Linked DNA regions of Mus musculus: all the other regions are linked to region 4. The links are chromatin contacts, called in public HiChIP or PLAC-seq and promoter capture Hi-C maps. All regions are on one chromosome and are shown on one strand. Each heading gives the region's core, a stretch centred on a gene start, on an enhancer-like site or on the middle of the called end of the contact. The rest is flanking DNA. Distances are from core to core; before and after follow the strand shown.

Region 1 (3,502 bases), core at 645-3,144, 340 kb after region 4:
TAGGACACAGTCTCTGACCTTGAAATGGAAATGACCGTACATCTTGAAACTAAACTTATGGAAGGGATAGTTAAAATATGTATTCTTTCAAAAAATGATTTTACGTGATAGGGAATTTTGCCTGCATGTATGCCTGTGCATCATGTGCTCACAGTACTCAGAGGACAGAAGACGTTGTTAGATCCCCTGGACCTGGAGAAGCCGAGGGTTGCCTGTGGTTGCTGGGAATTGAGCCTAGGTCTTCTGGAATTGTACTCGGAACTGCTAAGCCCCCTTTTCCCCAGTCCTTAGGAGATATATTTCGATGTTGACTATTATAGCCAACTGCTCAATATTTTAAAGAGTAAATAGGGATATATACAATAGGGTCAGTGCTGGAGACACATTGCAGGACAAATTAATTGAGCTTTTATGGCTACAACATGAACTGGTGAGAAAGGAGCTCCCGCAGCATTGACTGAGCTCCCCGTATCACAAAAATAGCGTGCACTAAGTATTTATGTGTAAAATTTTAATTTATCCCTCACAAGACTTCAGATGGACATTATATTTCCTTATGACACCCAAGGAAAGAGAAAAGGATATAAGAAAAGAGACAGGCCCGACACCATACACTAAGTAGTGAATGTGTATATGGTTATTATAGAGCCTGTGTTCTTCTAACATAGTGGCATCCTGTTACAGATAGAGAGGAGAGCAAGGTTCCTGGTCCCAGGTTAGGCATGGGATGACTGCAATCCAGGGATGCAGAGACTTGAGGGGACATAGCAGTTACTGTGGAGCATGAGTTTGGATTTGGTAACTGATTGGAAGATGGGGAAGTAAGTAGGACATCCTAATGTACTGGGCTTAGCAGCCTGTAAAGGAGCCAGCTCTTAGCTCTGGGACTCCCCAGCAGTCTATGGAAGTCACTGACGGCCCATCTCTCCCTCAGAGGGGTAGACTTCTCCCTGACATGCAGCAAGCTTTGCTTTTCCAAAGTTATCAGGGAGGTGGAAGGCGGTATACTGCAGTCACTCTTGCCAAGGCCTTAGGACTTCTGCCCCATGCTTGATCATCTTGAGGACGTGACCTGTGACTTTTCAGATCGGGTGGGGACAAAGGAAGGTGGTCCACCTCAGGAGTATTACCACTTAGACGGGAAAGCAGCACCCCAGACCAAGGAGGCAAGAAGTGGATTTGTGCTACCCCATTGCGCCATAGCAGTAGAGCTGTGACTTCTGTTGGGCTTCATAGTGTGTAGTTCCTGCCCGGTGGGTGAAACCTGAGAGCTCCCGCTCCTTCCGGGAAGGAGTGTTCCTTAAGAGCAGCAGCTGCTGCTTGTCTCCACAGGCCTGGAGTGCCTTTCCCTTGAGGCCAAAGCCCCCAGCTGGGGTGGAACAGGACAGGATTAGATGGTTTGTTTATATGTGCTTGGCTTCCTTGCTTTTGCAAGCCTAGCTCTTCTTGGTCTAAGGCAGGACTCTGGCTGTGATAGAACAGAGGGACTCTGCCAGAAAGGCTGTCTGGGGACAGAGGCAACCTCCTCAACCACCTAGACGCGCGTACAGCCCAGTTAGACCACAGATCTATGAAGCATCTAGCACGCACTCCAAAATGTGCTAGGCACAGTGTCAAAGGAAGAGTCAGCCTTCTTTCCCTCACAAACCTATTCCCAAGCTAAGGCAACAGACATCTGCACAAGAGAGAACCTTTCTGTGTGCCCTGTAAAAGGTGATAGGAAATAAGGAAGAGTCAAGAGGACTGTCCGCGTCCATGCCTAGAAAGATGGGACAAGCTTCCAGTGGAAGTGGGACACTGAAATACGTCCCACCCTCCCCTCGGACCAGGCAAGTTAGTCTTGGTGGTAGCCATCTGGGAGGGGTTGGTGAGCTGGTCTGAGGCTATGGATCCGCAGAGACCCCTAGTGGCCAGGGCAAGGATAGCAGATGGCTGGGCCCTGTATCTGGATCCTGTTCCTTAATCCTTTCACTGGAATCCTAGAGACCATCGGTTTTTTGTTTTGTTTTGTTTTTTTCTTAATCCTAAAATGCAAGGGATTTTGCAAGGTCATCCAGTTTATCTCCCTGTTTCAGGGACAACCTAGTAAGATAAAAATTCCAAACATCTCAAAATACATTCAAGAGGAATGTTTCCATCATTTATTTTTGTCATGCTTTAGGTTTTTACCCCATTGTGTGTGTGTGTGTGTGTTTGTGTGTGTGCATGCATGCATATGTGCATAAATGTGTGTGGGTGTGAGCATGCATGTATGTGTGCATATGTGCATGTGTGTGAATGTGTGTGAGTATTTGTATGTGAGATCGTGTGTGTGTGCTTCCCAGAAATTTCTTCTTTAGGTGAAAAATAACTTCCTGAGCATCTCAGGCCCTTTCCCTATTAAGAGTAAAGACAGAAGTCTTAGGAGACGGACAACTCTTCCAGCTGATGTCAGAGCACAGATCCAATCTTGTGGTCACAGCCAGTTTTTGTGTGCCCCATTATCCCACAAACACACTCCCAAGATCCATCCCAGAGCCCCTCTTGTTTCTTAGTAAATCCCTTTCTCTGAAGAAGTCTTCCTTTTTGTTCCAGAAATGAGAGTTGAAGTAAAACTGATGACCGTTGATTGATGTGCATAAGATGAGGGCAGGGGTGAGGGTGTTGCAGGTGGCACTCTGGGGGCACATGTTCCTTGCTTTTGTAAAGTTGCTTCTCCCTCTGCTCAGCCTCTTCTGAGGGACTCATTGCCTGTCCACCTCAAATAAACTGGTGTGTGTGTGGGGGGGGGTCATACCACCTGTGGAGGCCAGGTTTCTTGTGGCTCTCCAGAGAGACAGCAGAGTTCTTGGACTGAGCTCAGCTTCAGCTGCTTTTGGTGCCTGGTGCCTAGACAGCTCGAGAGGGATGCGAGACTGGATGCTGGAAGTGTCACTTACACTGCAACCACTGTGCTTCTCCGCTCCCTGTGGGTGTCCCTCTGTGAGTGTACACAGCAGCCGCCTGGGTCTGGAGTCAGATAAGCCTCCAGGAAGCTGTTGAGAAGACAACAATACCATGTATTTAGCCAATAGATTCTTCCCCAGGGCTTTCGCTGCTGCCACAGTGGCTTCTTCAAAAAAAAAAAAAAAAAAAAAAATGACGAAGACTGTCCCTAGAGAGTCAGAGCTGCCCTGTCGCCACCGTTCCACAGAGCTACAGACTAATATGCAACCTGACATCACAGCAAGGTGGGGTCTTTGCCCTCTTCTGAGACGGGGGCTATACTTAGATTTCTGAGGCTTGGTACCAAGTTCCAGGGGTGCACCAGAGAATACCAAAGGAAGCATATGACGAGGTCTGTGCTGTCCTGTGTAGCCTTGACTCAACTTCTCCTACTGCTGAATAAAAAAACACTAGGGCTCTAGGGCTTTGAGGACAGATATAACCCTTGCTCTGCCACTCAAGTGACTACAGCCATATGAAGTAGGAAATAAATCATTAGACACCAAACAGTGCCAGGCAGTGTGTTTGTAGCAGGGCC
Region 2 (3,172 bases), core at 292-2,791, 490 kb after region 4:
ACCTTTAGGTGGATCCTGGGTAATCAAATGCAAGATTGTAGATTGTAAGGGGGCAACTGTCTTTACCCACCAAGCCCTAGCATTGTCCCTAGTCCTGACCTTAGCATTTTTTTTTTTTTTTTTAAAATAAAACGTCTGAGGTGACCTCCCACCATATAATGCCGTGGTAAAAGTCTTCGTCAGTTTCGGGCACTGTAATCTTTTGTTTCCCAGACTCTAGAACTGTGAGAAATAATTTATCTATGTAAGAAATTAAGCTAGGTTTTGAAGCCACAGGAGTTTGAATGTATGTAAAGTCCTCATGCTTATCTCCTTCAGATTAAGATGCCTGGAATTAGCTCCTCCTGCCTCAGACTCTGGGAGCACTGGCATCACAAGTGTGTGCTTTGCCGTTATTCTTGCTAAAATAAAACTACATGGAACATTTACTATAAAAACAAAAGAGAAGAGGTATTGAGTTAGGTCCTGGTGTAAAAACTGGTCATGAGCATTTTGAGGAAATGCATTATTGTAATAAGTACTGATTTCAATAGTTGGTGCTTCCCTTCATGGGAGAGGAAAAGAGAAGCCAGCGTCACTGGCACCAAATATGAATGGTATCTGGATGGTCTAATCTTACCGTAGCCTTTGGTTTGAGGCTTGTAAGGCATGGAAGTGTTCGAATTAGTACATCTGTTTATATGTATATATCGGAAAAGACTGGAGTTTGGCAGCTGAAACCCCTTCCTGTGCCCGTTCTCAGTACCATCCTCGGAGGGCCCGGGAGGAAAGGTCACCCTCGCAGGGGCCCGGCGATGCTAAGCTGCTCCTGATTGCCCAGGGCTAGCCGCTCCGAGCCTTGAGATAATTTCTGCAGGCTATTGCCGGCTCAGCCCGACTCGGGCGGTGACACCCTAAAAAGGCCTCCCGGGCCCTTCCATAAAGTCAGACCTGAGTGAAACGTTTCGGTGAAATTTGTCAAAGGTCCCTTTATCGAGGTTACTGCAAACACAGAAACAATTCTTGGGCTTATTAGTTGACACATCTTACACAAGGTGGGTTCGTGTGAACCATGGAGGCTGAGAGTTTTCACAACATATCTTCTCTCCTTTAACCGTTTAATAGGTAACGGGCCATTTCTACCTTAAAAAACAAACGGATCTGCAGCCCAACTTTTCCGGACGTGGTACGACTGCCGCTTTCTTTACGTATTTCCGCTTCTGCTCATGTGACCAGGGTACAGCGTCCACTCCTTCCTATCGCCGCTCCTTCCTGGTCCGCAGACCGACACGTCACTGCTCGGCTCTCAACCAAACTGTTCAGAGCACGCTCTTTCCGCGCGTTTCGCTTTCCCGCGCCGGCCTATCACAGTTCGGTGGGACTTCATAGTCACGCCTCTCAACAGGGTGAATGACAGTCACATTGTCCATTCAAAAGGAGGAATCCAGACTCGATCCACGCCCTCGAAATGACAGACAGAACCGTTATCCTGTCGGTCCCCTGAAATATACATCGACGGAGGCTAGCCAATGCGGAGCGGGCAGGGAGGCGGGCCTTGGCTGCTGTCAGGGTTGAGTGCGCCGCTGAACGGATGGCAGGGGGAGCAGAGTGGGTTCCTGAGGAGCATCCGTGAGGTGAGAAACTCTGGGGTAGCGCTAGAGGATTAGCGGCAGGTGCCGCGCGGGCTGTTGGCCGGCCCGAACGAGGTGCTGGACACAAGCCTGTAGAGGTGGGGAGCAGAGCCTGCCTGCGGCCTGGGCGGAGGAGGGGGCGTGGAGTGTGAGATGGGGACGTCCAGGCATTGGGGCACCAGACGATCTGAGGAAGGGTCTTGGCAGAGCAATGCACTCTGGCCATGAGGGCGTGGGGCACAGGATCCTGGGACTAGCTTGGAAGGGCCACGCGGAGTGTGCTGAGATAGTGGGTTCGAAGTCAGTGAGGGTGCACAAGATGACGTGGAAACGTATGTGGGAAAACCACCGAGGCTGCAGCCCTAGAATTTAGAGCTCGGGTGGGTCAAGGCTTGCAGACACAGCTGAGAAGCAGAGAGATGATGAGCAGATAAGAAAAGCGTCCTTTCCCTTTCTGTACCCTATCGGTGTGTGGAGATTGCCAAGAACGGTATGAAAACTCGCAGTGTTTAGCTTTAAAGTCCAGGTTTTAGCACTCTCGCTGCCTTTGCTTACTCTTCAGGTGTGTGGATCATATTAGCTCAGTGGTGTTTAGTTTCCATGTCACTTATCTCCTGAGAACAACTACAAACCCAAGAGATGGGACTGAGTTGTTCACTTCCCAGAATTAGTGCGTGATAAGCCTTCCCTTTGGAATTATAATTAATCACACCAGCCCAAACTGCTCTTTTGGTATAGTTAATTAAAGGAAAGATGTTAGACTTCGCAGTGTGAGTCTTCGTGTTTTCCATTTTGTCCAGTGTTTTCCTTTTGCAACCCCCTGGTCCCTGGAAAGAAGGGAACAAGATAATGCAGTTTCCCCTTTCCCAGCATAGTTTTGAACAGTGCTACGTTTTCTCAGTTGCCACACTCTTTGTTTCTTAGTCCTTAACATACCAATTGTCTATAATTGATCACCATTCTGAACTGTCTGCAGATTGCTTCCCTTACCACCATTCCAAAATTTATTCTGGTCTAGAAGAAACAAAATTATTATTATTATTATTGTAATTTTGCTCTAGATTTTCATCTGGTGCTCCAAGTTCTCTCTGGGTCATGAAATGAGTTACAGGGAAATAGACCTGAGCAGTAGTTACAGTTTGAACTTTGAAAATGAATATGTAGTGGGTGGCCTGAGTATATTTCTCTCTTGAGTGCATGGATTGAACTTGCATTAGTGACCACCTGCTCTTTAGTTGGCCAGAGAGCATGCACACTGGGATTTGGAACAGAAAAAAGCTTGTAGCCAATCAATTGAGGCTTAGATTTATAGCTGGAAATTATGTCTAGTCAGTCATGATTTCTAGATTTCTCCTTTCACTTCAGTAAGTAATGTTCATTTCCACTTTCCCTCCCTTCCCACTTACCTTCCTGCCCAAATTACCTCCCCCTCTTTCCCCACCTTCAGCCCCACTTAACTTTCTCTGTGGCAGGGTCTCACATTAACCCAAACTGACTCAGAACTTAACTGGGTCCATGCTGAACTCAACAGTACAGTGATCCTCTTCCTCAGTATCACCAAG
Region 3 (3,434 bases), core at 719-3,218, 360 kb after region 4:
CATCAGATGCCCTGGTGTGGTGGTCAGGGTCAGAGGTGTGAATTAAAACAACACATGATCCTGATTGCTTTAGTCAAGGGACATGGAGGCCAGCTGAAGAGGCTGCTTTCCTTTGTCACTGCTAACGCCAGCACTTCAAAGGCTGCAATACTCCAACTGCTCCCTCTGTGAGCTTTAAACATCTTGCCCAAGTCACCCCATCCTCACCGTACAAACTCTTTGCAAGTATTTAATCATCACATAACTTAATAACGTCTTGTTAAATGCCATGCCTGAGGTCTCACAATAGAGCTAGTTTGGGAGCCCCAATCTCTGGGACTTTAAAGAGTCCAAGCATTTCTTGTCTACTAGCAACAGGAGCAGAAAGAAAGATCCTGGTCTGAGAATGCTGGATGGCTTGGCGCTCTATGCCCAAGACCTCCAGGTCTCCTTCTCTGTTTCTAGGATTAATCCATAGTCTCTTTAGACTCTCCCAATGCCTACTGCCTGTGAGGCACTTGTGCCAGAGCCTCAGAAAGCCCCAGAATTACATTAACTCAGTGTTGTCTGGCTCCACACTCAGTGGCCTCCAGACCCTCCTCCTTAGGTTCTCCCTTTCTTTTGTTTCTGATTCCAGGTAGGTTTTTTGTTTGTTTTATTTTTGTGATTTTTTTTTTTTGTGGTGGGGCGGGGGGAGGATATTGTTTTGAGAGTCTCTTGTAGGCCAGGCTGATCACTCTGCTTTCACCTCTGAAGTGTTGTGATTATAAGCATGAGCCACCACACCCAATCAGACTTTTCCTTTCTTTAATGTCACTCAGTTCAGCCATCTTCCTGTGGCTCTGGCCACTTCATATTCCCTTTCCATACATTTCTACGGTGCTCAGCGCCGAAACTTCAGCATCTCCAATTTTGCCTTTGTTTTCCTCTATCAGTGGTCATTTATGTGTAAAGATGGTGCAGACACATTCTTAAATGTGCACTGTGTCCTCATGAAGTGCGGTTCAAGAGAGGGAATAAATGTGTAATCAAGGCCAGACCAGAGTATGCAAGACCGTAGGAGATATCTGTACCACTCAGCCCTCCGCAAGGGAACGCAGAGCCATAGTCTGAAGAACCGAGGTGGTAGGACCATCTGAGTGACTGTCCTATAACTCACTCTATAGACCAGTGCTGGAGTTAAAAGTGTGTGTCACTACTGCCTGGCCCACCTCACAATGTTAATATGTTTGATTAAATGAAGTTAAATGTATGGAAGCGTTGCAAAGGATTAAAAGGTCCTATGGCAGTAGTGTACCACTGTATATATCTGGTCTCTCCAAATTCTTAGGAAAAATCTGGATACATAGTAGATATAAATAACAAGTAATTTAGATTGTATTAATTCATGCCCCTTCCCCATGTACTGCCTTTTGGGGGCTTTCAAGACCATTGTTGATCCTAGCTCTGAGAATGCCTGCCTTTCTGGGGAATCAAGTGAGAGTCAGGGGAAAGTGCCTTGCGATCAATACTGAACTGACTGTAAAAACCGCCCTGGTCCCCATTGTGTGGCACTGTGCTGGGGGAGTCGAAGGCACGTGGGAGCTTCTTGTGTACACTCCAGATGCATTGTCCTCAAGAGCAAACATTGCCCTTTTCCGGTTCCGGCTCCCCATTCCTGAGCTGTGTCCATGTGCTGGGTATGAACACCAGGACAATCTAGCCTCCATATGCCCACAATTCCTCATTAGCCATTCTCTCCTTTCAGCACCCCTATCCCACTGAAGATGAGAAGAGGCAGATTGCCGCGCAGACAAACCTCACCCTTCTGCAAGTAAACAACTGGTGAGTTGGCATCACCTGCCCACAGGCTCTCAGATCCAGGAGCACATGCTTGGCTAGGGAACTCTGAGCAGGGAGAGGAGAGAGAGTGCCCAGACCTGCCTCAGCCTCAGCTCCACTGCCAGGCCAGATACAAGGAGCTGGAGTCAGCCTGGCCTGGCCTTCAACTGCAGCTTCACAGCACCCTCTGCTGGGAAATTGGGTCAAGTACATCCATGGAAACCTAATGAGTTTAGGGGGAAAAACAAAACAAAACAATACCACTGCTAGAGAATCTGGGTTCACCAGCCTAGCAGAGACAGACCAGAGGGTCTTACATCAGATACCAAAGGCACATCCAATCCAGCAGTGGTTATCTGGTCTACCCAACTCCATGTATGCTGAAACCAAAACATTTTACAAAGTAAGCTAGGAATGAGGAGGGAGAGATGCCTTCCTGAACTGGCAGGGATGTAGGGTGTCCTTGTCTGCTTCTGGTCAGGATGGACGGAAGGTACTAGACCCTAAAGCTAGGCCCCTGTTATAAGTCCAAAAGTTGGTGACTGTGTCCACAGCCCTTCCCTTCTCTGTTCAGTTCTGGTGGATCTTGAGTAAGGATTTCTGACAGCTCCTCATGCATTCTTCCCAGAGTCTTTGATCACCAAACCTTGGGTAATTCACAAACTCCTCGGGCATAGGATTTCTTACCTGTAGACTAGTACCCCTGCCTACAGACATTTGCGGGGAGCAGCTTAAATGTCACATTTGCTCACCCCAACACTATCCATGCGGCCCAGATGGTGTCTAACCAGGTCTTCCCCATCACCCCTGGGCAGGTTCATCAATGCCAGGAGGCGCATCCTGCAGCCCATGCTTGATGCCAGCAACCCAGATCCTGCTCCCAAAGCCAAGAAAATCAAGTCTCAGCACCGGCCCACCCAAAGATTCTGGCCCAATTCCATTGCTGCTGGGGTTCTGCAACAGCAGGGTGGCACCCCAGGGACGAACCCTGATGGTAAGACCAGGCCTAAGGATGCCCTCGGTTGGGGTTGGTGGGGCTCCCGAAAAGCAAAGATTCAAGGGTGAATGTCTCCTTCCCCAGGGTCCTGTCATTACTTTCCACAGTGCTTGTACCAGGTTGTTTTGTTGTGTTTTGTTCTGTTTTGTTTTTAGAGAGAGAGAGCTTACTAAGAAGGGATGTTCTGTGCACATTTTTGGTTTGTTTTTGTTATTGCTATTATCTGTGATTTGTTTTGTTTGAGGCAGGATCTCATGTGGTCTGGCCTCATATGGCCAAGGCTATTCTTGTATTCTGATCCTTATGCTTCTGCTCTCTTAGTGCTAGGTTTCCAAGTATGAGCCACAACGCTCATCTCTCATGTAAGTTTTAACAAACTTAAAGCAAGCTCACAATGGAATGGGAGAGGGTGGTCCTTGGAGTCAGTGGTTGCTCAGCAAGAGCCCTTTTCTCCTTGCTCCTCATACTCCCAAGTTTCTGAGCACAGACACTATCTACTTAGCTCTCCAAGGGCAAGGCCATCTATAAATACCAAGGCAGGCAGCTGGCTTGTGAACAGAGGCCAAGGGAAGCTTTGTTCTTCCAGATTCTCTATCACACCCTCCATACTTGCTCTCCAACGTGCTGGTTTCATGGT
Region 4 (3,467 bases), core at 918-3,417:
TGATCAGTGAAACTCAGAAGCAGCTGAAACTGATACTTGGTGGCTAAAATGGCTAATACCATTGAGTGTCTTCATCCCACGTGCCTAATACTGAACCAAGTAATTAGAGGGCTGCCGGTCAGGAGTTAGGATCTTCTCCTTTGGTGGCTGACTGAGTGGCTCCTCCCTTCCTCATTTCTTCAAACACCGGTCACATCTCACAGGGTTTGAGAACATGCTGTGTGGGGGTGTCAGATACAACAGGAAGATGAGACAGGAGTGGAGAGGTGCTGTTAGTGGGGAGAAGGATTACCTGGGTTGTAATATCCCTCTGTGTCAGTCTCAAGCAGCAGGAAGCAGAGAGCATCCAGGTCACCTACAGGAGCAAGTGATAGACATGCCCCATGTGCCATCCTAATGCCTGGACAGGGAGTCATGGCTCGAATCCATAGGCAGCAAAGACTGTTTGAGCTCTGCTCCTTAGTACTTGTTGGCACATAATGGGGCATACATACTCTTACAGCCTCAGAGCACTTAGAGTAAGAGCTTATGAGCACCGTACAGTTCCAGCACTCAGCAGATGCAACTATGGAAGATACCAGCACACCTCTAGAAAAGCATGTGAAACAAACAGTGTGACTATCTTTCAAGTGGAGAGACAGCTGTCTTCCACTGCTGAAGTCTAGCTAGCACCACAGAAGCGCTGGCAATAGTCTCTCCATTCTTCCACTGATGTCTACTTACTGAATAACCTCGCATGGCTGCAGCTTCCTTGGTTCATTTGTATGGCAACCAGATCCTTCTCTTAGTCCTCTAGAAATCAGTAGCTGCCATTCTGAGGATGCCAGCTCACTCTGTGTGTCTTCTGTTTAATCAGGAGTGTTTGCCACCTGGGTTTGAAGTGCCCAGGGCAGATGAGAGCTTAAAGTCATGTTACCTATTTTGATACCCATGTATGCCCCACTTCACTAAATGGTAAAAAAGGGATGTGGAGTTTATTTATTTAGTGTGTGTATGTATGTCTATTTTATTTGGTACATTTGCCTGTGTATGCACATATGATGGCCAGAATAGGACCCTGAGTGTCTTCTGTCATTCTCCATTATTGTCTTACAACAGGGTTTCTTACTGAATAACAGACACTCGGTTTGGGGGGCTGGCTGGCTGGCCAGTGAGGCTTTCAAGCTCTACTTGTCTTCCTCTCCTAGTGCTGAGGTCAGTGGCCTGGGCAGCCATGCCTGCTTTTTTATGTGCATGCTGGAGATTCAAACTCCGGTTCTCATGCTTGCACAGGAAGTGCTCTTACTGAGCCATCTCCCTAGACCCTGTACTTAGGGATTTCACTGAATTGTACTACATGATACTCTTGGTTTCCAGCATTTTACACGACATGGCATTTGTGCCTCCTGCCTATTGCCTTCTCCTTCCTCTAATCCTTTACCCCTGCCCTTGACTTGTTGCCTTTATTTCTGGCACTAGACCCATACTCCCAACTGCTGGTATTATCCAAGGGTTTTATAACTCTGCTTACCCTTTTTCTGCTTGATACCAGGGCTGACAAGCCAAGCCCATTATCCTGAGTCCACTGTTTGGTGGAGTTGTTACTGCACCTCCTTGACCTTGCTCTGAATACTGGACACTCCTAAGAGTTAGGAGTGGGTGGGGTAAGGGCTAAACCCATTCCTATTTTATGTACTATTAAAAAGTTTACTTTTGAGGCGAATACTTTCCCTTTCCACCCTCAGTATTTTGCCCTTGGTTTCGTACACAAGAATCTCGTCGCAGCTTCTTTTTATAGGTGGAAATTTACTCTGAATCTTTAAGCTAGAGGCAGTCATTTTTATGAGCACGGAAGACCCTTGTAGCTCTTCACTGCCACCTGGCTGCGTGCCTGGAAAGTGGAGATTGGAGTATTGGCAACATAGTTAGTTACTGGCTAGTGGAGCTTTAGGAAAGCTCCAGCAGACTCAGTGAACTCAGATTCGTCTGAGCAAGCAGAACCAGAACCTGAGAGGTGGGTTTGGGGATCATTTTCCTCCCTGAGACACTTCCAGGGCTCCCAAAGAGAGCCCGCAGATCATGAGTCAGCGCGGTGGTCCCACTGCGTTCACTTACACAGAGCACCGGATTTGCTTTGTGTCAGGGCACAGAACTGCTCAAGACAGGTAGCACTGCAGGAAACCCAACGTCACACAGAGTTGATGACTTGTAGGACTGCTGTTTTCAGTTCCCCATCCCCTCGTGGGTAGTGAAATGGAAAAGCCCAGACAAGAAAGAGGAGCCCCAGGAAACTCAAGACTGCTGGTTTCTGACTAGGAGAGAAAGTTCGAGAAAACAGATGGCAGTACATAGAAAACAGTGGCTAGTGAGCACAGAGGGATAGCTAGGACTTGCACTCGGCGCGACCTAGAGGGCAGGCCGGTCATGTTCAAGGGGCGGAGGCTCTGGCCATGGGCCTGCCTGGGGCGGGCCAGTCGGCGGGGCATTTAAATCGCTGCCGCCGCTGGCCGGGACGCGCGCCGGCTCTGCACCCTCCATAGTCTCAGCTTCGAGTGCCGGCGCCTCAAGATGCGGTCCTCCCTGGCTCCTGGTGTCTGGTTCCTTCGCGCCTTCTCTAGGGACAGCTGGTGAGCAGGGCTGGGGAGGGAGGCTGCCAAGACGCGCAGAGACTTGCTCGGGCGGCGGATGTTTCTGCTTGTCCCTGGAGTGGGGGATGGGGTTCTAGTTCTATCTGGCAGGGCTCCTTCGGTGGCGCAGGCGTGGAAGTTTAGTAACACAGAACTATTAATTCCACATTAGCCCAGACTTCTGTCTAACCCCGGTGAAGAACAAACAGGGTGCCTAGGAGTCTTCATCCTTTTTGGTTTGCCACCCCGTATCTGCAAACACAAGCGCACAAGCGGGTACCTGTGGAGTGCCTCCAAGTCTTATCTGTGTATTTGGAGGATCCGGATTTGCCTTTGAGGAACCCAGGCCAAGAACTGGTAGAATATAAATGGAGCCAGAGAGCTTAAGGCCCCTATTGATTAGATTAGTTAACAAGCCAGAAATCACTGGTTCTATTAAGCCTGTCTGACCCTTCCAGTCTCAGGGATACCTAGCTAGGGCAAGATCTCTGGGATCAGAGCTGCAGCTGCTCCAACACTGGGTGGTCACCCTTAAAAGCATGAGCTGGCATTGACAGCAGCTGCTCCCAGGACCACAAGGTCACCCTTGTGCTGGGAGAAGAGGTTTTAGCCAATCTCCATTGAGCTTTTGGAGCAGTGTACTTGGTCTGCAAGAGGTGGGGAAGGAAGAGTGTTAAAACATTTTGTTAGTTACCGTCATTTATAAACTATAAAACTTAACAAAATAGCCAGTTGCTGGCTTCTAAAAAAAACAAAACAAAAACAAAACAGATGACACAGCAATCTCAAATCTAAATTCTCAAACTAAACTAAGGGTCAGATTGGGCAGATACTTAGTCATCAATTTGGCCTGGTTTTAAA
Region 5 (3,633 bases), core at 1,026-3,525, 400 kb after region 4:
AACAGAAAAAAACAGATGCAGATGGTGATTGCCTGTAATCCCAGCTCTCTAAAGGCAGAAGAGTAGCAACAGGTCCAAAGCTAGCCTAGATTGTACAGTGAGACCTCGTTAAGAAAAGAAAGGAAGGAAAAAAAGAAGGGTGGGATGAAGGAGAAAGGAAGGAGGCAGGGAGGGGAGAGAAAGGGAAGGAAAAGAAAGAAAAAAAGAGGACAAACTAAAGCCCAAGAAAAGCATTGAAGGGGAACTCTGTTTGACTCATTTGTCCTGTGCCCCTACATTCTGTAATCCTAAACAAGAGTCTAGAAGTTCACAACCATTAAAACTCCAGAAGACATCTAAATCCAGCAAGATATTTGTAACAATTCTGGCTTTTCTGGCCATGTTGCGAATTGTTAATGGTCGGGAGTTTATGTTTACATCCTGAACATGTTCAATCACCTAATCACTTAAAAAGTTCCTTCCAGAAATCCAATTGAAAACCACATAGGGGTTGGCAAGAGGCATCCAGGGAACTCCTCCAGAGAACCACCTCCCATACACAATCCGCTTTTTCTTGGTCTCTAAGAGCTCACATGCTGGTTGATCTGTCCCCTGCTCCCCTCCTCCCAAGCACATTTCTTCCTATTCTAACAGGAGACACTTGGTTGAGATTCCAGATATCCTGTAATGTGGCCTCAAAACATCTTTTGGCTGGTACCGCCTAACCATGCTTATCCTCTCCTATCTCTGCCTAAAACCAGAACATTGTAATAATAATAATAATAATAATAATAATAATAATGAGGAGGAGGAGGAGGAGAGGAAGAAGGAGAGGAGGAGGAGGAGGAAGGGGAAGAGGAGGAGAAGGAGAGGAAGAGGAAGAGGAAGAGGAAGAGGAAGAAGAAGCAGCAGCATTGAAGCAGCAGCAAGTGTATCTTGAACGCCATCTGTTCTCAACCTGGAGAAAGGGCATGGCAGGGCGGTGAGGGGACCACCAGAGGAGCTGGCTGGCAGATGGCAGCATCTATTTCTGCGACGGAATCCATATGCTTGTATCTCTGCCAATCTGCCACCTGTGGTAGCTGCTTGTTTCCACAGCTCCCCCACCAGGCAGAACAAAACTCCTAGGGCCACACTTTGTTCACAGCTGCAGTCACAAGGCAGAACTTCCCAAGGGTCAGGCAGTCCTGGGGTAGAAGGGTGGCTCTTATTGAGAAATGGAGGCTTTTCTTTTCTGTTGGAATTACTTTTATAAGCCCCTGACAACAATGTTTGCCTGTAATTCAAATTCAGATATGACAGGTTGAAATGAAGGCTCTGAAAATGCACCAGGTAGCTAGGTATGTGGTATTTACTTATAATTACAATACTCAAGAGGCTAAGGGGGACTAGCCTGAGCTACACAGTGAGAGCCTCTCTCAAAAATAAAAACAAATAAACAAATAATGGATTATGGATATAGCTCAGTGATAAAGCCCTGGACCCATCCCCAGCTATAAAAAGGTGACCTAGGACTATAGTTCAGTGGAACTATATGTTCATATATACATATATATATATATATATATATATATATATATATACACACACACATATATATATATATATATATATATATACACACATATATATATATATACATATATATATTCCAATATATATAGTTATATAGTTCAGTTGAACAATTTGTCTAGTAAGTGCAAATTGACCCTCAACGCTGAAAAGCAACAGCAAAAGGCCAAGTGTGGTGGTGCCTGCCTGCACAAGGGCTGCAAAAGATCAGGAGTGCAAAGTCATTCCAGATTCAAAGACCATTTCTCACTACACAGGGAGTTCAGGGCCTGAGCCACGGGAGACCAAAACCAAACACATGAAATGTGACTGCTTACATTTTCTGAATTCACTTCAAGTGCACTTGCTTCACTAATTTAGCATTGCACCTTTGACCCAGATCATCTCCCTCTGCAAGTTTCTCCCACATGGGGGTGGGGCTTGTAGGGAAGGGAGGCTCCTAGTGGTTATTCAACAGTTAATGGACCCCAACTGAGGCCTAGTGTGTGCCTCTCTCAGGCACAAAGCTTAAGGGTCTGGGCCTAAATTGTTAGAATAAAGTAAAGGGATCGGAAATTACGGGATTATGAAAGCACTGTTGCGGGTACTATAAGCATGCATTTCCTTGGCTCTCAGAAATCCACCACGGAAAAAACAAAACAAAGGGCTCAGCACACACAATGCACCCCAGGAGAGTCCCGGTTCCGCCCTTGTGTAGCTGCTATCTCTGCTCAATCTCTCAGCTTTCACCACATCCACCCAGACTGTCGGGCCTTCCTCTTCTTTGACTTTTGCTCTCTTTGTCCTGCTTCACCCTGATCTGGATCCATCAAGCCTGTTTTGTTTTCTCAGTCCTCCAGAGTCTGCTTTCCCTGACAGCTTCTGTCACTTCTGAACAAACCCTTCAGACTCCAGACTTCCCCCTCTCAAACCAAGGTAGAATTTTGAGCAAAAAAGCTTAATTGAACAAGAGAGAGGGAATTTGAAAAACAACAGCATCTGGACACTCATTTCTATTCTGTGACACAGACATCAAAGTCACTTCCTAGGCTACTTGTGTGGCGATGACAAAGGTACCTGCTCAAAAAGATACACAAGCTCGATACTTGGTGTTTGTGTCTTTGTGGGCTAAACCTGACATTTATTTCCATGCTGTCAAAGTGAATGAGGTTCTTATAAAACAACAAACAAACAAACAAACAAACACCCCCAAAGACCCCCTATCTACCCAAGGGTCTTCTTCCTAGAGATAAGAAGACATGGACCCAGAGTGGGAACTGACCATAGCAGCTTTTCTTCCTCTTGCTTTGAGGAAAAGGTGTGCATCAGGACTGACACCAAGCAATATAAAGCTAGAAAGTGTCAGGCAGTGGTGGTGCACGCTTTTAACCCCAGCTCTTGGGAGGCAGAGGCAGGCAGATTTCTGAGTTGGAGGCCAGCCTGGTCTACAAAGTGAGTTCCAGGACAGTCAGGGCTACACAGAGAAACCCTGTCTCGAAAAAAAAACCAACCAACCAACCAACCAACCAACCAACCAAACAAACAAACAAACAAATAAAATGAAGCTAGAAAGGAATGCTGAGCCTGTAATGCTTCAGCCTTGTGCAACAGTCTATGAAAGGCTTCAGAGATTGTTGAGTCCTTGTTTCTAATTCAATACTTTGGGATTGGAGCCAGGCAGATTGGGAGTTCAAAACTAGCCTGGGTGCCAAGAACCTGGACCAAACATTTTCCCCTCTTTCTTTAAATAAACAAACACTATACATGCATCTGAAAAACAACAGATCAGGCCTCGTCAAGGCTTTTGGAGCAAGCTGCGTTGGATCCTGCCCTCCTGCCACAGCAAGGACACATCTGGACAGAATCTATGAGGCAATTGTTTCCAGGCACTGGATACAGGCAGTGTAAGGCTTTGGACTGGAAAGAAATGAGGAAAAACCAGATCTACTGAAAAGTATAAGAATACCAGAAGTGGTCAAATATCAAGAATTGTATTTGTTTGATTTTTGAGTTTTATTTAAATGGTTGCTTTTGTTGCTATTCTGAGACAATGTCTATATATCCTCGAACTTGAAATGCTAGCCAAACTGGCTTTGAACTCAT
Region 6 (3,640 bases), core at 1,061-3,560, 400 kb before region 4:
CTTTGTAGCTGTACTTCCTGACTACCATAATGTGTCTTTGCAGTTAGAAGCTACAGATAAGTAGTTCCTGCTATTTCAAAAACAAAGACACCAGAGCACTTTGCCCCACATGTACACTAGCAAAGGATCGCTGTCATCAAAAGATCTGTTTTGTTATAATAACATTTACATTGTGGTTCTGATAACACACCACCTCTCCCATCACGTCCTTCTCCTTTCCGTCCTCCTTCACCTTCACTTCTGCCCAGCTCTCTAATCCAGACCTGTCATGGATCTTCCTAGAGGATCATGGGAAGAAATACCATGAAAAGGAAATCTGATCCACCATGATTTGGGAGAAAAAAGTAAAATAAAAATAATGCTTATGAAAAAGTCATAACTTTTAAAGATGATAGCAAAAAGAAACATTGTATTCAGTATTGTCTAACTTCTGTGAAAAATCAAAACATATACTAAAATATTAATAGTAGTTCATCCAAAGAGGCAGTATTATGGGTGTCTTGGTGGTTTGGGATAGGGGGAGTTATTATTGTGTTGTTGTTGTTGTTGTTGTTGTTATTTTTTTCAAACCTTTGTTATGTGTCTACATGGATGACAGGTGTGTACACATGTGAGTGCAAGTGCCCATGTCAGATCCCCTAAAGCTGGAATTACAAATAGCTGTGCGCTACAGGATGTGGTTTCTTGAAACTGAACTTGGGGCCTCTGTTACTCATTCATTCATTCATTCATCCATCCATCCATTCATCCACCACTCATTTTGGAATGCTAGAAATCAAACCCAGAGCTCTTCACCTATAATATAAGTGCTTTGCCACTGAGTTAGATCACAGCCCATGGATTTTAAAAAAAATTCCCCAAGCTGGACATGGTTGTCTATGGCTATAGTCCCAGAATTTGGGAGATAGAAACAGGAGGGTCAGGAGTTCAGGGTCATCTTTCCCTACACAGAGAGTTTGGCACTGTTAAGAACCCAGTCTATCAAAGCCAACAAATAAACAATACCTTCTTTTTTGTCAAATTTGCAAGAAAATTGCCTTAATTGTAAAAGAAAAAGTCTCAAGTGAAAAAAAAAAATAATAATAAACATGTTTGGGACTATTCCACTGAAGTCTACTGGCCAAAAGAGCTTTCAACTAAAGCAGAGGCTGGGACTTTCCTCCTCATAGACACAACACACGAAGAAGATGAATAATACAAAAAGTCAGATAGATGTCAAAGTCTATGAGAACAAAATGCAGCTAAACAGCAAATCAGGCAGTTAAAACTAACGCTTTATTAAGAATAAAGTCAATTTCGATTACTATGAGTGCTTTCAGATTCCAAGCTAGAATTCCAGTATATATTTTCAAAGCAGTGTATTTTATAAGTTGTCACAATTCTGATGGCTTTTAAAACCAACTAAATCCACAGGAGCACCTTAGGTATTTGTGAAGGCAAATGGTACCCTGGAGTTGCATTATTAAGACCCAACCAAGTTCAAAAAAAGCAGCTTGTTACATGGGCAGTCATAGAAGAGTATCTACACGCTTTTTCTCTTGGGTTGCAGTTTGTCAAAACTGCAATGGTTTTTACAGTTTTCAGAGATTAAATACTTGGATCACTTACTGAATTCTAAGTTGTCTTTATCAGTATTAGGTTTTTCTCTAGTAATTCAGTGAGCGCGTTAATTATGTAACATACTTCTTGGCTTCCATGTACAACCGTAAACGTCTAGATTTGGAGAATTTAACAATAATTATCTTTTATATGAGTACACTAGTTTGGAAATCCACCCCATCTCATTTCTTACTTTGAGAGGGAGAAAACAAACAACAAAAACAAAATGTGAAAAAGAGGCTCAGTCAATTGGTTTGACACTACTGAAAGAAAAAAACGATAGGAAGTATGTGTACTTGAAACGCTCCTGGTTTCATTTTAAAACCACTGAAAGCCGACCTTGTGCTACTTAACATTTTATTAAAACAGTTTGCTAACTAGATACCAAGCTTTGGGGCAATCAAGGTCTTGTTTTACTATCCCCGAAGTTCACAGCCTAAGAAACACTTGTGCGATCAGCACATATGGGAAACTGAGTTCCCCGCATTAGTATTTAAGTCTGCTAAAACCCCAGGAAGGCCTGCTGCTCAGAGCAACCTGGGAAAGCAGATGTGGACGTGCATTCCCTGAGGGCACCTGCCTGAGCGTCTGCATCAGGACTTTAAACTCTTCCCTACTTCGCTGGCTATCAGCCGGGTAGGACCGGTTCTTTCCAGCTCCAGCTCCTTGCAACCCTGAGCCACACCCGTCCTCCCAGCCCACCGCTAGGTCCGAACCACCGCAACTTCCAAACCCGGAAGTTACACGTGGCGGTGCTTTTGCGCAACTTCCGGCGGGTCTTCCTTGGGAAATCGACTGGGAAGTGCCGAGGATCGCCATCTGTTTCTGCCTGCGCTCCATCCCCTCCGCGCCCCGGAGCTCCAGAACCCGGTCTGATCATGAGCGTGTTGAGCGGCCTGGCCTCCGAGCCGCGCACCCCGCTGTCCAGCAAGGCCAGGATGAAAAGGCTCCCGAGGAAGAGCCAGAACGAGAAGTACCGGCTGAAGTACCTGCGGCTGCGCAGAGCAGCTAAGGCCACGGTGTTTGTGAGTCTGGGTTTGGGTGGGGACTGTCTTCCCCACCTCAACTCTCTCAGAGAAAGAATATCCGTCCAGTGTTAGTTGCCTCGCTTGGGAATATTAGTTCCATATCCTTGCATAAGTTATTCCTCTAGTCCTGTCAACTCCTCTATAAATGAGGACTGAAGAGTGCTCCGCCAGCAAACTTTAGTCATTACCTTCTTGCTACTTTTCGTTTCGAGCCTAAGGAGTGTCTTTTAAGGCGAGCACACTGAAATGAAGCCCAGAGGGATGACGTGCCCTAACTCCAACTTGGATACCCTGATTCCAGTTTATTATTTACTCTACACAGCCTGTTTCCTAAGTACACCCAACCCTAACGCCATGGCTGCCGCTTTCGTAAACAGGCACCTAAATCTTTCAAAATTGTCCTGGTTGTAGCTCCCTTTGACGAGGCTTCTAGGTGTTTCTGCCTTCCCTCCATCCGAAACTGAAAGTGGAACTCAACATCAGGAAACAGGCTACCTCCTCCTGCTGAGGTGTATAGACACTTCCTGCTTTAATTGTAGGGATTTAGGATTTGATGAGTAAACTTCTTTACCAGCCAAGAAGTATTAGGGTCTAATAAATCTGATAACAGTCTAATAAATAGACTATTCTAGCTTAGCCAGTCACCTCAGTGCTTGCTTGGTAATAGGTATACGGTCCATATACCCTCACATCTGAACCTGCAGTTTAACACTTCTTTCTACAAGGTCTTTGTAGACGTATCGGGAAAAGTTTTGACTTTCAATTTGTTGTTGCTAAAACATTTAACGCTTGTATATGTGTCGAGGGAAATATGAGTAAATCAGGAAGTCAACACCTTATACTCACTGTTCTCTCTTGTCACATGATGTCAGAGCCTGCCTAATGCTTACAAGTCGACATTTAAAGATAGTGTTGGTTTCGTTAAGTATACAAAGATCTTATGAAACCAAAGGGTCTCCGTGTACTTAAACCAACTGATGCCTTGAACACCAATTTGAGGCTCCACCTGTGAA
Region 7 (3,266 bases), core at 372-2,871, 420 kb after region 4:
ATCCAGGACTATAGTGTAAGTGTTCCATACAATCTATTCCACTTATTAGGACTCCAAATATGTGGTGTAATTTAGAAGAGGAACGCACAGTCCTCAACAGACACTCGGAAGGAAACATGGGAAAAAGCCTCTCCCTGCAGCCTAACAGTACAGAAGCTGCAGCTTGGGTCTGCAGTACAAGTCCCCAGTCTGCTTCACTGAGCTGAATGCATGGTGGATGAGAGGGAGATTTCATCGTGCCTCCCCTGCTGGGCCTCTTTGCACCTCCACACATGCCATCCCATCTCCCTGGTCTTTCCATCACTTGTTCTGTAGACCAGTTGACTCTGTGCTTCCCCTCCCATTCCCATATAGATCCTTAAAATGCCCTCTGTTATCCACTTCCAGACTCCCACTGCTCTTCTGCAAAACCTGGCTAGTATAAGCTGTCCATTTTGCCAGAAAGAATAAATACTCATTTGCACATGGCTCAGCAACCCCTTCACCGGACTCGGTACCCTCCCCCCCCCTTCTGTTCCATTCACCTCCATTTCAGACCTCCTCTCCCTCTTCTGTCGGAGTAAAGAAAGGCTCTTCTAGGCAGCACAATGGCTGGCACTCTGAGGATGCACGGCTCATCCCACGCAGCCCCTGCTCATACTCCACTGTCTTCCCTTTGCCAAATAAGACCTGGTCACCGGGATGGGTGAGTCGTACTTGGAGACAAGATGCAAAGGGAAAGACAAGAGGGCAAGAAGAACGGATTGTATAACACCCCTTCAGCTGAACCTCCGCTCTGCAGCACCCTGGGCCCCAAGGATGAGGGCGGGCTCTGCACACTCCTTTTCGTCACACTCGTCCTTTCTCCAACCTGCTCTGTGTAGTAAAACAATCGCTCCCAGAGGACTGCAGCCAGAGGGTCTGACACTGCGAGAATGCCCCGTCTGAGGAAGGCTCCACACGCCGCGGAGGGGCACAAGTAGATTGCAGGATCAGATTCGTAGGGACAAAGATGATTTTGAGACGCCTAAGATAAGCGGAACACATAACGGTCCTGGAATGACATATGGAGTCCACATTGCTCCAGCACCATCAGATAGGGTTTCCCGGCACTGTGTTGCACATGAACACACACACACACACACACACACACACACACACACACACACACACACACACACGATGCTCTGAGATGATGCTACCAGTACCCACTCCGGGGCCCTTGAGCTTGAGCTCCCGCAAGACTGGGAAAGACCAGGACGACGGCCCACGAACCCTTCTTTTTACTTCTGAGGAAAAGACCCAGAGGAGATGAGAGTAGCGCATACCCGAGGAATCCTATGAGAGAATCTCCAATCCTCTGGTCTTCTTCACCACCCGAATTCGACCCCCCCCCCCCCCACACACACACACACCCGCCCCCAGGACTGGGGCTAGTCCAGACTAAGATCGCCTTTCCCACCACCGCACCTGAGCGGGTCCTGGAGGAAGGAATCGGATCCCAGGGCTCAGCCAGACATCCCCAACCACCGACTAGAGGTGGCCCGGTGCAGCACAACGTCAGCGGGCAAGCCAGCCAGCGAGCGCTCCCCCGCTGCTCCGGCTGCGCCTGGTCCCCGCGCTCGTGCCCGGGCTCCCGGAGGCGCGCCCGCACTCGGGAACCCGCCTAACGGGCGCGCCCAGGGCCTGAACGTCATCCTGTCGTGAACACTCATAGCTTCCTTAGAGCACGTGGACCTACCTTTATTAATATTTATGAATTGCCGTTCCTCCCTTCTTTGATACTGGCCCTTCTGCTTCCCACATGAATATTCAGAAGCTCCGAGATGGGGGCGTGCAATCGCTACCAATATGGATTCTTCAGATGGCCCAACACTAGGTTTTGTATAAAAATGCAGGCAAATGGAGTAGATGGGCAGGCAGATACTGACAGACACACTCAAAGAGCCTCTGGCACTTTTTGGACTGCCCTTCCTATTCTATTAGGGGTTGTAGTGGACAAGCCAAGAGGTGCGCCTTACTCCAAAGTCGTTCATAGCTCCAAGGTGAGGGGGCTGGATGGTGGGAATAATTTTGTCATCCAAAACTGTGGAATGCAAGTGAGAAATTTGAGTGAGGGGGATCCAGGAATAGAAAGACTTCAGACTTTACACCTCACACGTTGATGTGCTGTATGTAAATCTGTGCTTAGAGATGCTATTCATATAAAATCTAATAATGTAGTTTTAAAAAAAAGAAAAGAAAAAGAAAGAAAAGAGAAAAGACAGCACAAGAGAGGCATGTCTGCCTGGTGACACCTCCTAATTTTGTCTGATTTTAGGCCAAACCAAGAATGACAGCCGGGAGGTGAAGGGGGTCTTCCCTATGTTGATTTATGCACTCTTATCACAACAGTTCAATCATGAGGGGCAGGGAAGGCAGGGGGACATCATCTCTGATGAAATTAGAAAAAGTATTAGCCATTCTGCCCTCCTGGTAATTAGAAACATGAGGGTGTTTTTCTTGTTAGAAAAAAAAGTGGTCATGAGAGCTCAGCAGGTGAAAGGTGCTCATTGTCTAAACCTGAACCCGACTCTGGGGACTCCCATGAATGTGCTAGAAGAGAACTGAGTCCACAACATTGTCCTGCAACCTCCACAAGAGCACTATGGCAACTGCACCTATATACACACACACGCAAAACAAGAAATAGATGCTAAACCCTATTTTTCTGGCGTCATGTGGTTTTGTGACCTTGGGAAAGTTATCCTTGCTGCGGCTCACGTTTTCATCAACATAATGAGGGTTATACCTCCCACTTCCGAGGCCTGTTGTTAGATTAAGGGAGTGAACTCATGCAATGCACTTCTAGGAAGGAGAGGAGGAGCTATGACCCTTGGCTACTTCCTTAGCAGAAGCTTTAATGCACTTTTCTATGCTGGTTTTGATTGGTGATGGTGGTACGAGGTGTAGTGGAGGTTGGGGTGGGGGCTCAAACCATGTAGTCAAGGGTTGATCTTGAACGTCTGATATTTCCACCTTCACCTCCCGAGTGCTGAGACTACAGATGTGTACTTTCATACCCACGGCTTGTTTTTTGTTTTTTGTTTTTGTTTTGTTTTGTTTTTATGTGCTGCTGGGAATTATTGTGCATGCTTCTCAACTCCTAGAAATTATTTCTTAGATCTAGAAAGATGGTTCAGCAATGAAGAGCACTAACTGCTGAGAAGCCAAAATTCCATTCCAGGAGATTCAACACCTGCTTCTAGCTTCCAAGTGTCCCTGCAACTCAAGTGGTATATATATAT

The links. Promoter capture Hi-C pulls out the DNA fragments that hold promoters and counts their contacts. HiChIP or PLAC-seq counts read pairs in DNA pulled down with a chosen protein or histone mark. Capture Hi-C pulls out chosen DNA fragments and counts their contacts.
Region 1: a contact with region 4 is called in an H3K4me3 HiChIP or PLAC-seq map of craniofacial prominence, with 3 times the contacts expected there. The contact joins the enhancer-like site here to the promoter of Slc37a2 in region 4. A contact is called at or near these places in 15 of 39 promoter capture datasets (the 3T3-L1 cell line, 3T3-L1-derived adipocytes, the C10 cell line and 10 more), 6 of 115 datasets of contacts at active chromatin or transcription factors (craniofacial prominence, embryonic basal ganglia, embryonic stem cells and 2 more) and 2 of 9 other capture datasets (adipose tissue and pancreatic islet).
Region 2: an H3K4me3 HiChIP or PLAC-seq map of embryonic limb bud shows a contact between it and region 4, with 2.9 times the contacts expected there. The contact joins the promoter of Stt3a here to the promoter of Slc37a2 in region 4. A contact is called at or near these places in 5 of 39 promoter capture datasets (the 3T3-L1 cell line, cranial neural crest, frontonasal cranial neural crest and 2 more), 3 of 115 datasets of contacts at active chromatin or transcription factors (embryonic limb bud, fibro-adipogenic progenitors and stem cell-derived neural progenitor cells) and 3 of 9 other capture datasets (adipose tissue, liver and macrophages).
Region 3: a promoter capture Hi-C map of cranial neural crest shows a contact between it and region 4. The contact joins the enhancer-like site here to the promoter of Slc37a2 in region 4. A contact is called at or near these places in 16 of 39 promoter capture datasets (the 3T3-L1 cell line, 3T3-L1-derived adipocytes, the C10 cell line and 9 more), 8 of 115 datasets of contacts at active chromatin or transcription factors (craniofacial prominence, embryonic basal ganglia, embryonic midbrain and 2 more) and 2 of 9 other capture datasets (adipose tissue and pancreatic islet).
Region 5: a contact with region 4 is called in a promoter capture Hi-C map of embryonic stem cells, with 2.2 times the contacts expected there. The contact joins the enhancer-like site here to the promoter of Slc37a2 in region 4. A contact is called at or near these places in 7 of 39 promoter capture datasets (cranial neural crest, embryonic stem cells, frontonasal cranial neural crest and 3 more), 3 of 115 datasets of contacts at active chromatin or transcription factors (craniofacial prominence, embryonic stem cells and neural tube) and 1 of 9 other capture datasets (embryonic stem cells).
Region 6: a promoter capture Hi-C map of embryonic stem cells shows a contact between it and region 4, with 6 read pairs. The contact joins the promoter of Tbrg1 here to the promoter of Slc37a2 in region 4. A contact is called at or near these places in 5 of 39 promoter capture datasets (the C10 cell line, cranial neural crest, embryonic stem cells and 2 more), 2 of 484 Hi-C or Micro-C datasets (both in CD4 T cells), 3 of 115 datasets of contacts at active chromatin or transcription factors (bone marrow-derived macrophages, embryonic stem cells and memory CD8 T cells) and 2 of 9 other capture datasets (adipose tissue and liver).
Region 7: a contact with region 4 is called in a promoter capture Hi-C map of adipose tissue. The contact joins the promoter of Fez1 here to the promoter of Slc37a2 in region 4. A contact is called at or near these places in 5 of 39 promoter capture datasets (cranial neural crest, frontonasal cranial neural crest, hippocampal neurons and 2 more), 1 of 484 Hi-C or Micro-C datasets (LSK cells), 7 of 115 datasets of contacts at active chromatin or transcription factors (craniofacial prominence, embryonic basal ganglia, embryonic forebrain and 4 more) and 3 of 9 other capture datasets (adipose tissue, embryonic stem cells and pancreatic islet).

Annotation. Positions count from the first base shown.
Region 1 is chr9:36,914,948-36,918,449 of GRCm38.p6, reverse strand. The region is part of intron 7 of Pknox2 (Pbx/knotted 1 homeobox 2); the gene reads left to right. Among named protein-coding and RNA genes, the nearest start is that of Gm34652, 57 kb to the left of the region's middle. Within about 2 kb of position 1,894, at least 70 of the 459 cell types and tissues checked have an H3K27ac peak or open chromatin away from gene starts, as enhancers often do. A contact at or near this core is called in craniofacial prominence and neural stem cells, where this site is marked.
Region 2 is chr9:36,765,991-36,769,162 of GRCm38.p6, reverse strand. Stt3a (STT3, subunit of the oligosaccharyltransferase complex, homolog A (S. cerevisiae)) reads left to right here and starts at 1,541. Exons shown (of 18, transcript NM_008408.5): 1 at 1,541-1,613. Gm26787 (predicted gene, 26787) reads right to left here and starts at 1,276. Exons shown (of 4, transcript NR_166654.1): 1 at 1,123-1,276.
Region 3 is chr9:36,893,680-36,897,113 of GRCm38.p6, reverse strand. Pknox2 (Pbx/knotted 1 homeobox 2) reads left to right here. Exons shown (of 13, transcript NM_001029838.2): 11 at 1,727-1,803; 12 at 2,616-2,794. Among named protein-coding and RNA genes, the nearest start is that of Fez1, 63 kb to the right of the region's middle. Within about 2 kb of position 1,968, at least 36 of the 459 cell types and tissues checked have an H3K27ac peak or open chromatin away from gene starts, as enhancers often do. A contact at or near this core is called in neural stem cells, where this site is marked.
Region 4 is chr9:37,254,438-37,257,904 of GRCm38.p6, reverse strand. It overlaps Slc37a2 (solute carrier family 37 (glycerol-3-phosphate transporter), member 2), which reads left to right and starts at 2,167. Exons shown (of 19, transcript NM_001145960.1): 1 at 2,167-2,606. The coding sequence starts at 2,548.
Region 5 is chr9:36,856,288-36,859,920 of GRCm38.p6, reverse strand. All of the region lies in intron 3 of Fez1 (fasciculation and elongation protein zeta 1 (zygin I)), which reads right to left. Among named protein-coding and RNA genes, the nearest start is that of Fez1, 25 kb to the right of the region's middle. Within about 2 kb of position 2,275, at least 35 of the 459 cell types and tissues checked have an H3K27ac peak or open chromatin away from gene starts, as enhancers often do. A contact at or near this core is called in embryonic stem cells, where this site is marked.
Region 6 is chr9:37,655,982-37,659,621 of GRCm38.p6, reverse strand. It overlaps Tbrg1 (transforming growth factor beta regulated gene 1), which reads left to right and starts at 2,310. Exons shown (of 9, transcript NM_025289.3): 1 at 2,310-2,624. The coding sequence starts at 2,478.
Region 7 is chr9:36,831,095-36,834,360 of GRCm38.p6, reverse strand. It overlaps Fez1 (fasciculation and elongation protein zeta 1 (zygin I)), which reads right to left and starts at 1,621. Exons shown (of 10, transcript NM_183171.5): 1 at 1,450-1,621. It also overlaps the pseudogene Gm27219.